Regions from separate parts of the Mus musculus genome. Here all the other regions are linked to region 2. A link is a contact called in public promoter capture Hi-C data. All regions are on one chromosome and are shown on one strand. Each heading gives the region's core, a stretch centred on a gene start, on an enhancer-like site or on the middle of the called end of the contact. The rest is flanking DNA. Distances are from core to core; before and after follow the strand shown.

Region 1 (4,549 bases), core at 43-2,542, 850 kb before region 2:
AATGGAACACTGTAGGAGTGTAACAAGATGTCACAGAGTCTCAGAACTCCCTTCACCCCTATTATGATAACACAGATCAAAATGTCAAGGGTAGGTACCTCAAACTTCACTCTAACATATCCATATGCCCGTTAGGACCCGAAGAGGGGAAGGGGTGGACATGGCTATTAAGTAGGTTCCTGTGACTTCTGATTAATGAACCAGCATCTTTATGGACCATAACTTTCCCCTATCTCAGACTCAGGAGTCCATTTTCCCAATACCACTTAGAATCAAAATTGTGTGTCAACTGGATAACACTTGAGCATCATTCTCCAGACCCTAGATACCACTGAAGCACAGAGAAAAGGGGTGGGGGTGGGGGCAGGGGGACGGAGGGTGCTGGAGCGAGGGGGGGGCGCGGGGGGGGGGGGGAGATATCACTGACTACAGGGATGTAAACTCTAGGAAGTCTCAGAGAAGCCAGTGCAGGGTACTCCCGACAAACCCACTCTTACCATCTTCAGGCTCTGAAGGGCACAGTTTCAAGAGGGATGAATTATCTGGAATGAGGTTGAGGCTGCTCTGTACCTACGAAGACAAAAGGGGGAAGAGGAGGTGGGTCTCACATCCTGCCAACCCTACTTAAGACAAGAATGGCTCTTCCCTCGATTCCAGCACTTGTCTTCTCTAAGGACTCCAATCCCTGAAGCGCATCTAGAAGGCCAGCTTCCCTCGATCGTCCCTCGATCTCTCTCAGCCTCCCTCTACCCGAAGATACAATCCCAGATAACTCCATACATCTAACATTACCGACCCCCTCGTATCTCCAATCTAAAAGTATTCATCACACACACACACTGCCCCAAGCCAAACCCGCCACGCCAGTCTTAGCACTCCCCCAACAACCCTCCTTGGGGACCTTGCTGCACCTTCCCGGAGTACACTGGGACCACCGGCGCCTCTCCGGGATCCAGCAGCCGCCGCCGCCGCCGTCGCACCAATGTACGCGGGGCTCCCGCAGGCCCCTCGGCCGCCCCTTCACTGTCACTGTCGCTGTCCTGCTCAGGTTTAGCCGGCGCGGGGAGGCGGGCGACCGGCACCTCTACTGGGTCTGCGACTTCCAAGACCTCTTCGTCGCTGTCACTGACCAAGTCCACAAGCACGGTGTCTGGAATGAGCCTAGCCGGAGACTGCCGGGCGCGAGGACACCGGCCACGGGCGCCTCGGGCTCTCCGAGCGCCTCGGCCACCGCGGGACCTCGGACCACGTCCCCTCAGTGGTTCCGCCATCTCCCACACTGCTTCCACAAACACCGGCCTCTACACAGTCACCGGCCCACCGTATTAGCGTCTGTCCCTTTCATTGGACGAACAGCCTGCCGGTCATCATCTCTTCCCGCCCACACGCTCTGGATCCGCCTATCCACGTTCTCATTGGTCTACTTACCTGTCTATCACCTACCCTCCACTAAAACAAAGGCGCCAAAGATTCCAATCTCTTTGGTACAATCAAAAAAGGTTTCGATTCTGTACAGTTCATCCATTGGCTAAATTTCCTCCTGACCCAGCCTTCCCCAGGGCCCGCCCATTAGAGAAATCCATTTTCCTGGTTGGTGAAAGACTGGCGCATCCTGGGAATTGTAGTCCTCATTCTCGGAAGCCACAGAAAAAGCCTTGTGGAACTAAGGTTAGAAGCTGAAGATCTTGGGCTGTGGATTCCTTTTGTGTCCTCAACCTCTGTGTGGCAGGAGTTCCATTCCACACTAAACACCTTCATGCATGTCACCTCTGAAATACTCTACAAACACAATATCAAAACAATATATGTCATAGCACAGCACAACTCAGAAACACTTTTTAAGACAATTACAAATTAAAATAAGAGACTTACTTCCCTGTTGCAAAGAAAAGAGGCTTCCTTCTGGCTCCTCTTTCCTGATCATTGAAATATGAATGCTTCTCGGTTTACAGCGGGGTTACTCTTGATAAAGGCCTTGCTGCCGCTTATCTGCACAATGTACTACAGAGCACCAGGGTTCATGCTCGTGATTGTAGACTGACTGGGAGCTAGCTGCGCTTTCCAGCAACATGCTATGCACACTTAGCTCGTTTGGGAAACAATACAACTTCAAAACTCAGAAAGGTCTGAATTCTGAGAGGTCTTTGATGGTTTAATGTTTGTCTGCTGGTCAATACCCTGCTGGCATTCACTCATGCATGTGGAAATTAACTGAAAAAAATGTAAGTACTGTCAGTACCATGGTTGTGCATATGCTAATCCTTCTAATGTCTTAATAAACCCCTTGCCTTTTCACAACTCAGCAATTCAAGGTAGAGTCTTCTCTTTGAAATGCAGACATCACTGGGCAGTGGTGGCACAAGACTTTAATCAAGCACTTGGGAGGCAGAGGCAGGCAAATCTCTGTGAGTTCAAGGCCAGTTTGGTCTACAGAGTGAGTTCCAGGACAGCCAGCACTGCACAGAAAAAGCCGGTCTCAACCGACCCCCCCCCCTAAAAAAATCAAACTGGGGAAACCAGATCCAAGAACTTATCAGGTAGGCCAGACCAAGAGTATGACTTCCTCATAAGGAGCCCATAAAGTGATGGATGCCTGCCACTGAGATGGTATGCCTCCACAATATCCTGTCGCCTGATACCCGATGACTAAATCATAGACTGATAAGCAGAGGGTTCTCTGACTTTCTCTGGAGCTTAGCTTGCCTCAGTTTCCCACTGTTGCCTGGCCTGCTCAGCTGCCTACCCCTACCCCTGCTCTCCTGACCCAACCTGGACTTAAAGCCACCATTTCCTGCTTTTGAATCCTGGTTCCAGCAGCTCCCTCCTGTCACTGGCCTGATTAGTTATCAATGCAGACTCCATCAGTTCACTTCTGAGACCTTTTGAACTCTAATGTAGCCCTTTCTGTTTATTCTGTAAATCTTATATATGCAGGGAGATATAATTTGCTGTCTGTTGTGTCATGTGAGAGTTAATATTAGTAATTATGATTGGGATAAAAGAACATGCATTCACCTTGGCCAGATCACTAAAATAGGTGGATCGTGTGTGACAAATTGCTGCCATTAAGACCACTGACATTTGTGAATTTATTGTTAGTAGATTCTGTTACTGAAAAGACACAAACGGGCTGGAGGGATGGCTCAGCAGTTAAGATCTCTGACTGCTCTTCCAGAGGTTCAATTCCCAGCAGCCACATGGTGACTCACAATCCTCTGTAATGGGATCTGACACCCTCTTCTGTCATGCATGCATACATGCAGATAGAGCACTCATTAACATAAAATAAATAAGTATTTTTTTTAAGGGGGAAGGAGGACTGGGGTCACAGCTGAGTGGGCACTTGTCAGCTTGACTGGGTCTGGAATCAAATGCAAGCCTCGGGGAGCTGTGTAGGCTCTTTTGGATCAGATTATTTGAAGTGGGAAGAGCATCTCAAATAAAAGGATGTGAGAGAAGAAGCCCTGGTTTTTTGTTTGTTTGTTTGTTTGTTTGTTTGTTTGTTTTTGTCTGTTGCAAACACTCTGCTGGCAAGCTCATCCTCTCTGCTCCTGCTGCATTGCTGCTGTGATAACATAGCCGTTACCTGGGCTTCTGGGGTACAGTGAGGACACCAGATTGGGACAGCCGAGACATCGAGCTTCACGGACTGAGCAGCCACTGTTGGGTTACCCAGACCGTATCTCGGGAGCCAAACAAGTTAGTCTCACATATATACTCTGAAACCTTTTGAGAACATAGTATTCTCCCCTGCAGCCTTGGCAATAGACTCGTCCTATTAATAATTTTTCTCTGCAGAAGCCTCACTAATACACTGGCATGCATGAAGCCTTGGGTTTAACCTCCAGCCCCGTACAATAAATAACTAGTCAACAAGATGCCTCAGTGGGTGAAGGAACTTGCTGCAGAGCCCTTGTCATGAGCACGGAAAGAACAGCCAGTGTTTTTACCTGCTGAACTATCTCAGCATCTCTCCATCCCTCCTCCCTCTCTGCTCCTTTTTATTTACACAAGAGACTGACTGTACAGCTCTGTTGTGCCAGGGAAATGTTTGTGATCCCCAAAAAACCAGACAGGAGCTGATCTGATGCAACTCACAGCAGGGTCTTTATTCTAGCCAGCTTGCCCCCCCCCCAACACACCACCATGCAGGATTGTTTTGGGAGGGGCAGAGCCCCAAATGTCTATCAGGGCACCTCTTGCACTACACAACAGTGATAACCCCTTGCGCACCTGCTCCAATTGACTCTACCCTGGCAGGATCAAAGACATGCAGCCACCAGCAGGGGCCGCTATTTTCCTGTGGTCTACCAAAGAAAGGCAAGGTCTTCCATCTCAACTAAGCTAAGGTAAAGCAAATGCCCTAATGCAGACCAAAATATGCCCGCCCTGCAGTATGTATTTTGCGATGACAGTTTAGAGAAATGCAGACCTGGATGTAGCTCTGAAAAATCGTCCTCTGCAGAAGAAATACTCATTAGGACTGTTAACAATAAGGCCAGTTTTTTTTCCCAAATGGTGCTATTTTTCTAAGGAAATTAAATAATTT
Region 2 (4,911 bases), core at 624-3,123:
TATCTTTAAACAGTAACCTTAAAAAAAGGCATTTAACTGCGAAGGAGCATCCTGACCATCAGGACAGCTCCGGAGCCGCTTCTGCCGCCTCCTGTTCAGCTTCCCGACGCAGTCTCTTTCCTTGTGAAATGGAGGCTTCTATCTTGCTGCCCAGGTGGCTTTGAACTCAGGATCCTCCAGAGTTGCTTGTATTCCAGAGGTGAGCCATCACATGGAACTTCAAGTTTCTGTTTCCAGTCCTATCTGGAACTGATACTCATGGGAGTCACTAGATATTGGTGGTATCAGAAGCCTTTGGGACACAACTGTCCTCTCTGATTTTGTCTCCCACCCTTCTCTTTTTCTTTTTTAATTTATTTTTTTTAAAGATTGTATTTGGCCGGGCGTGGTGGCGCACGCCTTTAATCCCAGCACTCGGGAGGCAGAGGCAGGCGGATTTCTGAGTTCGAGGCCAGCCTGGTCTACAAAGTGAGCTCCAGGACAGCCAGGGCTATACAGAGAAACCCTGTCTCGAAAAACCAAAAAAAAAAAAAAAAAAAAAAAAATAAAGATTGTATTTGCTGGGCATGGTGGCGCACACCTTTAATCCCAGCACTTGGGAGGCAGAGGCAAGTGAATTTCTGAGTTCAAGCCAGCCTGGACTACAGAGTGAGATCCAGGACAGCCAGGGCTATCCAGAGAAACCCTGTCTCGAACCCCCCCCCCAAAAAAAAAAAAACCAAAACAAAAAACCAAAACAACAACCACAAAGATTGTATTTATTTTATGTGTATGAGTACTCTGTAGCTCTCTCAGACACACCAGAAGAGGGCATCTGATCCCATTACAGATGGTTGTGAGTCACCATGTGGTTGCTGGGAATTGAACCTGTGGAAGAGCAGTCAGTGCTCTTAACCATTGAGTCATCTCTCTGGCTCCTTTATTATTTTTATTAGAAAAAAAAAGTTTCACTATGCAGGTCTGCCTGGCCTTCAACTTACAGAAGTCCACCTGCTTCTGCCTCCCCAGGGCTAAGTGGCACCATGCCCAGTTAAAAATATCTAGAGAGATAGGCAAGATGGTACTGTATGTAGTATTGTAGAGTGGATTTGACCTTGGGCTATTTCTTCCCACACTACCAGTAGTGAGAAATGCTTCTTTACTGTATAATTTAGGTAAATCAGTCCTCTCTGAACTATCTTTAAGTGCACGTGTAAAGTGAGATCGCAATCCTCTGTGCTGAGCAAATGTGACCCAGTGTGTAAAACAGCAAACTTTCAAGAACAGGTACCCAAGCCAGGCACGACAACTCCTGCCTTATACTCTCCAGATTCGGGGTGAGGGTCGGGGGCTTGCCACTGGTTCTAAACTAACCAGGTTTACATAGTGAGCCTCTGACAAGTCAGAAACAACACTCGGTAGATGAAAGCGACAGATTGGGCGGTGGTGGATCTGGGCCGCATGCGGGCAAACAGTAAGCTGTCTGGCAGATCAGGGGATGGGAAGGCGACGCGAGAAAGAACGAAGAAGGAAAAAGGAGGGGAAAGAAGAGAGGAGGCAACAGGGCCCGCTCTCCAGGCGGGGCGCCAGCGAGAGGCCCAGACCCCCGGGAGCGCACGTGGCCTACGCGGGCACAGCAATCTCGGTGGGGCGTCAAGATCCAGCAGCGGCGGAGCCCGGCTGAGGGTGGTTGGAACTCGGCTGCAGGGCCTTGAAGGCCGGGCTAGGCATGGTCTGTTGGTTAGGAGTTTCCGGGCCGCGGACACCTCTGAGTCCCGGCTACCCCTCCCGGGGCGGTTAGGGACAGAAGCTCAGGCCTCCAGCCTCTCCCCTAGGGGCGGGGCCAGACGGGCGAACCAATGAATGTCCGCCCCTGGGGCCCCGCCCCGCCCCCGCCTCCGGAGCCGCGGCCTTCGCAGAGCACCCAACCGCCCCTCGCCCAGGCCCGGGGCCGCACGAGCACCGAACCTCGGGCTGGTGAGTGCGCACTCCACCCCGGGGCCTCAGCTCCAGCGGGCCTCCGGCTCATCCCTTAGCGCTCAGGTCGCCGACCCAGGCTCTGGGGAGTGACTCAGCGCGAGGAGGGTGGCAACTCGCGGGAGCTGGAGATTCGAACTGTTCAGGGCCCTGAATGTCGGGATGAGTGGGGTGAACGGGTGTCTTCTGAGCTGGGCCCTGGGCAGTGTCGGAGCGTGGGGTTGGGTTAGGGTGGATGGGAAAGGACTGGACTCGGAGCCTGGGCAGGGCGGGGGAAGCCACGGCTGCACCGCCTTGTCTGGGCCGGGGCCACAGTGGGGGTGGGGGTGGGGGTGGGGGGCGGGTCCTGAGCCTCTGATCCAGCGCCCCGCCTCAGGACACCAAGATGCCTGGCGAACAGCAGGCAGAGGAGGAGGAGGAGGAAGAGATGCAGGAGGAGATGGTGCTGCTGGTGAAGGGTGAGGAGGAGGAGGGTGAGGAGAAGTATGAGGTGGTGAAACTCAAGATCCCTGTGGACAACAAGGAGGTACGTGTTCCGTCCCGATCCCACCCCCACCCTCGAACCTGTGCCAGGTTCAACGTCCCTCAGACAGAAGTCAAAAATCCTGCCCCCGCCTTTTCCTGGATCTCAGATCTAGAAACTCAGAATTGGCCCATCCTTGTGCTCACTGCCCCCCACGCCCCATTGGATAGACGTTTGGCCCACTGTGAGAGCCAGATGCCATGCTGGGTGCTGCTTGAGGCACCGTGCTGAGTGGCTTCAGTCTCCACGCAGCCTGATGTCTGTAAACTCACAATCCTGTATCCTGAGTCCAGATATAGGAGTTAGCAAAGGCCAGAGGTGAGGGAAGATGAGGCCAGGCCGCAGTAACAACAGCTACCTCTCGCATAGTTTATGGTGTGCCAGATGCTATTCTAAGCACCTCCAGTCTGGTTTGTTGCTAGTACTGACTCCATTTTCTAGGTGAGGAACTGAGTCTAAGACAGTTGGCAACCGACCTAAGTGACTACCCCAGACTGGAAGAGTGGCTCTGTCTGTAGGGAGCTATGGGACAGTAGTTCCCTCATACTCCAGCACAGCTCCAGGCAGGTTGGTTGGCAGAGCATGCTGGGGATCTGGGTTTTCTCCTGGAGGTTTTTAGGACATCAGAATGAGTTAGAGTCTGCCATTTGAGACCCTAACTATTCACCAATTATTTTACTTCCCAGAGCTGCCAGGGACCCTGGGCTGTCCCTTTCTCAGTAGACTTGAGTTCAGCTGGAGGGCTCTGGCTGCCTTGGGGATAAATGCTCGTTCCCCTAGCGGACCTGATGAGTTGCTGGGAAAGGACACCTGCTCTCTAGGCCTCTTCCACTGCTAACTGTGAAGTCCGGTTCTTTCCAGCCTTCTTGGCTATCATCTTCACTCAGCCTGACTTTGAGACCTCGCATACACTTTGGTTTGAACACTAAGGACCTAAGGCTCCAGAGATTAAGATGGACTTCCATTCTCATCACCTCCCTACCAGCTGACAAGTTTCTCGGCCTTGTTAGTTTTTCTTGCAGTACTAAGAATTGAGCCAAGGCTTTACCCGTCTCTGTACTGTAGCCAAGCCCTTTTCTATTGAGGTAGAGTCTCAACCAAGTTGCCCAGGTGGGCCTAGAATTTATTCTGTAGTCCAGGCAGGCAGTCCTTTGACCTTGGCATTCCTATTAATTGAGTGGGATTTCAGGCCTGAGCAAAGCTACTTGGCTTTCTACCTTCTCTGTGCCTCAGTTTCCTCATTTGTACAGGGAGAGCATAGCAGCACTTACCTCCTGGAGATGTAAGGACTGAGTGAATATGTGAGTTAGAGCTATGTCTTGCACATAAGCAGTGTGTAAGTAGTTCCGTTTTTTTCTCTGTGTGTGTAGGTGAGCGGTGTATGTGAATGTGTGTCCTGTGCTTGTGCCGGAGCTGGGCAGGTACAGCAGGTACCTGCTCCATTACTGTCCACCTGATTCCCTTGACGGGGGTCTCTCACTGGATCTGGAACTAGGCTGGTGGCCTACAAGTCCAACTGATCTTCCCCTGGCCTCTTACTACAGCACCAAGGGGTACAAGGGGTACAAGGCACACCTACCTGGTTTTTGTCCTTGTTTGTTTGTTTGTTTTTCAAGACAGGGTTTCTCTGTATAGCCCTGGGCAGCCTATAACTTGCCTTATAGGCCAAGATGGCCACTTGCCTCTGCCTCCTGGGTGGGATTAAAGGTGTGTGCTACTATAGCTGGCTCCAACCATTATGTTTATTTGTTGTGTTCGTGAGCGTGTGTGCACGTGTGTGCACGTGTGTGTGTGTGTAGGCACTCAGGTGGAGGTTAGAAGACAACTTCTGAGAGTCACTTCTTTCCTTCCACTAAGGGTTCTAGGGACAGAACTTGGTTCTTCAGGGCTACATGATAAGCCCTTCTACCTGCTGATCCAACTTGCTGACCTCTCCGCTCATTCTTATCGAATGTTTTTTTAGGCTGATTTCAGGAATTGGATAGAGTGAAGGCAAACTACCTAGGCAGTGGGAAAGAGTTCGGGAAAGATATTGAGTGTGGACCTTGACGGCTTGTGTGGGGAGGAGAGGTGGCAAGTTGAGGTGAGGAAGGGCAGGAGCAAAGGCTCACAGAAGGCAGCACTAGAAGGTTTCATTAAGGCCAGCCTGAGAAAGGCTGCTAAGCAGGACAGGGTAGCAGTTTGGGCATACTGTGTTCCATCTTGTGACATAGGAAGTCTTAGGCCAACTGATAAAAATGATTAGATTTTCTGTTTACAAGAATCCCCAGCAGGGAGGCCAGGATGTGTCAGTCCATAGAGTTCTTGTCTAGCATGCAGAAAAGTCCTGATACCCAGCGCCACATAATCAGGCCTGGTGGCATGTACTGTGGTCTCAGTGCTAGGGAGGTAGAGGAAAGAAAATCAGAAGGTTAGAGTTGGGACCAGAGAGA
Region 3 (4,841 bases), core at 1,754-4,253, 560 kb after region 2:
TCGGAAGAAGAAACTCCGATTTGGCCGGAGCCGTATCCATGAGTGGGGTCTGTTTGCCATGGAACCCATTGCCGCTGATGAGATGGTGATCGAATATGTTGGCCAGAACATCCGCCAGGTGAGGTGCCACTCCCAACACTAGGCCAGTTGCTGACTGGACAGTAGTAGCCTGGTATTTCACCTGCCTCATCTGTGCCTGCCAGGCCCTGTGGGCCACAACCCCACCCTGGTGTCTCGGGGCTCTGGCTCAGTGGCCTTTTAGTTGGGCTGGATTGTACATAATGTTAATAGTGAAACCCAATGCCACATTTTTATAATTGTGATATTTTGTACAGAGCTTCTCCCCCAAGGAACACTGGACAATAGTAAAGGATGGTCTTTGACACTAGAGGGTGATAGGTATTGTGGGGACCCAGAGCCTCCCAGAGACGGTGATGTGATGTTCAGCCTGAAAGCTAAAGGGTAATGAGTTCCCAGGGCAGTAGGATGTATATATGCTCTAGTTCCTGGATTAGCGTGTGCAAAGGCTCAGAAACTGCATTCTCTTAGGAGGACAAGGTCAAAACATCTGTTCAGGTTACCTAGTCAGGGCCAGTGACAGGGACATGAGCCTGGAAAAGTGGCCTTGTGGATGGAGAATGGCTTAGAAACTGTGCAAGCAAGGGGTTGTGAAACTAGTAAGCTCCCTCTGGCTGTGGGTTGGCCTCAGTGGGACTTAATGGCAGATCCAAAGTATGGATAAGATAATGTCAGCAGAGGTGACAGGAGTCTAGCCTGTGGGTTCAAAGTAATTGACAGCCAGGTAGCCAAGCTATGAAGGGTGAAAACACGGTGCTGAGTCCTTTCTCAGGCCTTCGCCGTTAGCTTCTAGGAATGTGCTTGGGCAGAAGGGACAGAGTGTGGTCAAGATTTGTTCAGTACAGACGTGAGGCTCAGGATCCTAGGGATGTAGGAATGGCATCCCACTCTCTTATGGAGGTAGATTTGGCTGGAGAGTGACGCCTGGAAGGAGTCCTCACTGCAGAGCTGGTGGTTAGAACTCTGCAAAGGGGGAGGTCACCTAGTGAGAGTGGCAATTGCATTACCTATTTCCTGGGAATAGCTGCCCCTTGCAGCACAAGGCCTTTGTCCTGGCACAGACCATCTGCCATCTGCTCTCACCAGCTGCCCAGTAGGTGCCTGTGTATGAAGGCTAGTCCTAGGAAAGGCTTCAATTCAAGGCATGGCCACTGTCATTTCGGAAGCTGCCCCGGGCCCACAGCATGTTATGGACTCCATCCACTATGGCCACACAGGTTCTCAGAAGAGCCAGTGCTGGTTTCCCCAGAGTCCCCTTCTGCTGACTTTGGATCAGAATGGGTGGGAGCAGGTACACTCAGATGCCGACCCAGTCAACATGGGCCCAGGAACTGGTGGCTTGGCCAGAGGGGAGCAAGTCTAGTCCATGCAGTGGCTGAAGTCTTAGGGCGTGTCTTACTCTCACAGATGGTAGCGGACATGCGGGAAAAGCGCTACGTGCAGGAGGGCATTGGCAGCAGCTACCTTTTCCGGGTGGATCACGACACCATCATTGATGCCACCAAGTGTGGCAACCTCGCCAGGTTCATCAACCACTGCTGCACGGTGCGCTCAGGGCTGGGCCGGGGCTGGGCTGGGCAGGGGTGAGGTGGGGCTGTGGCTTACACTCCCACCTCCTGCAGCCCAACTGCTATGCGAAGGTGATCACCATTGAGTCTCAGAAAAAGATTGTCATCTACTCGAAGCAGCCCATCGGCGTGGATGAGGAGATCACCTACGACTACAAGTTCCCACTAGAAGACAACAAGATTCCGTGTCTGTGCGGCACTGAAAGTTGCCGTGGCTCCCTCAACTGAGGTGGGGCAGGACCGGTGCCCTCACCCCTATTTATTCCCCCTTGGTGCCCTAAGCTCCCAGCACCCCAGCCTTATTGGGCTCAGCAGGGCCCACTGCCCCCACCTTCACGTGGGATAGGGAGCACTGAGGCCAACAAGGGAGCCTCAGTCCTTTGAGGCATCTGCTGCCTCCCCTATGCCCCATGCCCAAACACCCTCTTAATTTTTTTTTCTTTGCGAAGAAGAAGCTGTAAATGTTTTGTAGCTGCCAGCAGCTGTTTCCTGTGGAAACCTGGGGTACCAGCCTGTATAGATGCTATTCTTGGGGGCTGCATAGCCCTTTGCTTCATGTTAATGGGGACTTCCCCTTCTGCCCTATGTGCACCCCGCCCCAGTTTAGGGGTCTCTGGGGCAGTGGCCATGTTCTCCCCCTGGGGGGGCCTTTGGCCCCTAGTCCTGGGAACTCTGTGCCTGGAACCCTGCCTCATCTGTTCCTGCCAGACCCTGTGGGTCACCCTCCCACCCTGGTGTCTCAGGGCTCTGGCTCAGTGGGCCAGGATGGTGGGGGGCAGGCCCTTCTTGTTGGGCTGGATTGTACATAATGTTAATAGTGAAACCCAACACCACATTTTTATAATTGTGATTAAACTTTATTGTACAAAAATGCTTGGTCAGTATCTTTGGGAAGAGCAGACTGGGATGCAAGTTGCCACAGTGGGTGAAGCAGGAGAGAGGGGGAATGGGTGGCTTTGAGTTTGGGGTGAATCAACCTGCAGACCGCAGTGCTGCTTTGGACCAACCACCTAGATACAACAAACATGCCAGATCTGTCTCACTATGGATGCTAGCCAGAATTATGTCAAGATCAGGTTTACCCTGCTCTCCCTCCCAGAACCATAGCTGGTGCTGGGCCTTCAGCCTACTGGGAGACCCAGCAGGAGGGACAAACATATCAGTGATGGGGGCATCCCTTCCCTACCCTATTATCCTGAAATACACTACCAAATGGGCAGGTTCTGTCCTTTGCCTGCCACTGAAGAGTGGACTGGCCACCAGGGGGCACTCTGGCAAGAAAATTCCCTCCAAACCCCCTTGCCCGCCCCTAGGGGTGGAGGCTAGGCTGGTCTCCTTCCTGGAATGGGTCAGGAGGGAGGAGCGAGCGGAAGGAAGGAAGCCTATGTACATCTAGCTGGTCCACCAGTCCAGGACACAACCTCCTCCAGTGGCCAGTTTGTGCGCCCTGGGACTTACTACAGGTAGGCAGAGCTGATACTGAGGCCCAGCTGGCCTGCCTTTTAGCCTGCGCCCTTCCAACCTCCCTATTCAACTCCTTGCTTTCTCTGCCTGTCCTTTAGTAATCTAGTCTTTTTTTTTTTTTTTTTTTTTCCCCCCACCCGCCTCAATCCCTCCCATTCTGCATCCAATTCTAGTGACTCAGCAGTTAGGGTCAGAGGGCAGGGAGCCTTAGTGCTACAGGCACAGAAAACTGCAACCCACCCCTGCTACTCAGCCTCTCCACCCACACTGCTCCCACCTAATGATCCCTTCTATGAAGAACACATGGTTGGAGCAGGTGCTACCAGGCAATTCTAGTGAGCTAAATTCTCTTCCCACAGCTGGGCATGGCAGACTCTGCACAGGTGCCAACACTGGTATACCTGGTCACAGGTGGCTGCGGCTTCCTGGGGGAACATATTGTTCGGATGCTGCTGGAACGGGAGCCCAGGCTCCGGGAGCTGCGTGTCTTTGACCTGCACCTGAGTTCTTGGCTGGAGGAGCTGAAAGCAGGTGACTGGAGTGGGGCAGTAGCAGGAGGTAGGGAGGCCCCATCCCTTCCCAGACTGGGATACCTCAGCTTATGGAAAAGATGATTCCTGTTTGTTCTCCACCAGACAGAGGGGCCGGGTGAGTCATTGGTTCATGTGGCTTCCAGGGTGTGGACAGGCCAAACTCAGCAGCTGGCTAAGGCCCCAGCTCTGACACTGCCTCGGGTCTCCACCAGGGCCTGTGCAGGTGACTGCCATCCAGGGGGATGTGACTCAGGCCCATGAGGTGGCAGCAGCCATGTCTGGATCACATGTGGTCATCCATACAGCTGGGTTGGTGGATGTGTTTGGGAAGGCCAGTCCAAAGACCATCCACAAAGTCAACGTGCAGGGTGAGCTGCTACCTACCTGTTGGCCCCTAGTGTGTGGCCTGCCTCTGACCAGTGATTTTTATGGGAGGGCCTGTCCTTTTTGATAACCTTGTCCATTTACTGCTGTCGAACCCTGTCCTGACCTGATGCGGTTCTCCTTGGACACTGGGGGGGGGGGGGGGGCAGAAGGAGTGAGAGGCGGGAAGACACAGCTTGCGTCTGTCCCTTTCCTCCATAGGCACACAGAATGTGATTGATGCTTGTGTGCAGACTGGCACTCAGTACCTGGTCTACACGAGCAGCATGGAAGTGGTGGGGCCTAACATCAAGGGCCACCCCTTCTACAGGTGAGCTCAGCCCCACTTAATCTTAGAGCCCATTTCCCTCCAGCACTCAGTCTTCTTTCTCCCCTCTCCAGGGGCAATGAAGATACCCCATATGAGGCAGTCCACAGCCATCCCTACCCATGCAGTAAAGCCCTTGCTGAGCAGCTGGTCCTCGAGGCCAATGGAAGGAAGGTACACTGCAAAGATGGGACTTGAGCTGCAGGGGCAGAGCCTGAGTCCCAGGCTTCTTTGCATCCATCTCCAGCCCACGGTGGAGAGGGTGGGTACACTTCAAAATTCCCCTCTGCCACCAGGTCAATGGAGGGCTACCCCTGGTGACATGTGCCCTTCGACCCACGGGCATTTATGGTGAAGGTCATCAGGTCATGAGAGACTTCTACTACCAGGGACTGCGCTTTGGAGGTCGTCTATTTCGGGCCGTCCCAGCTTCTGTGGAGCACGGTCGGGTCTATGTTGGTAAGGACAGGGACAGCAGGGCTCGAGGAGTGGCTCTGATGGTGGCAG

The links. Promoter capture Hi-C pulls out the DNA fragments that hold promoters and counts their contacts. Capture Hi-C pulls out chosen DNA fragments and counts their contacts.
Region 1: a contact with region 2 is called in a promoter capture Hi-C map of liver, with 2.1 times the contacts expected there. The contact joins the promoter of Nfatc2ip here to the promoter of Zfp771 in region 2. A contact is called at or near these places in 1 of 115 datasets of contacts at active chromatin or transcription factors (large pre-B cells) and 1 of 9 other capture datasets (liver).
Region 3: a promoter capture Hi-C map of neural stem cells shows a contact between it and region 2. The contact joins the promoter of Hsd3b7 here to the promoter of Zfp771 in region 2. A contact is called at or near these places in 1 of 39 promoter capture datasets (neural stem cells) and 1 of 9 other capture datasets (macrophages).

The regions. Positions count from the first base shown.
Region 1 is chr7:126,395,445-126,399,993 of GRCm38.p6, forward strand. Nfatc2ip (nuclear factor of activated T cells, cytoplasmic, calcineurin dependent 2 interacting protein) reads right to left here and starts at 1,293. Exons shown (of 8, transcript NM_010900.3): 1 at 912-1,293; 2 at 498-570. The coding sequence starts at 1,271.
Region 2 is chr7:127,242,653-127,247,563 of GRCm38.p6, forward strand. It overlaps Zfp771 (zinc finger protein 771), which reads left to right and starts at 1,874. Exons shown (of 3, transcript NM_177362.4): 1 at 1,874-1,956; 2 at 2,333-2,482. The coding sequence starts at 2,342.
Region 3 is chr7:127,797,606-127,802,446 of GRCm38.p6, forward strand. It overlaps Hsd3b7 (hydroxy-delta-5-steroid dehydrogenase, 3 beta- and steroid delta-isomerase 7), which reads left to right and starts at 3,004. Exons shown (of 7, transcript NM_133943.2): 1 at 3,004-3,109; 2 at 3,470-3,641; 3 at 3,856-4,011; 4 at 4,229-4,337; 5 at 4,409-4,508; 6 at 4,631-4,793. The coding sequence starts at 3,476. Setd1a (SET domain containing 1A) reads left to right here. Exons shown (of 19, transcript NM_178029.3): 17 at 1-118; 18 at 1,486-1,623; 19 at 1,701-2,517. The coding sequence ends at 1,874.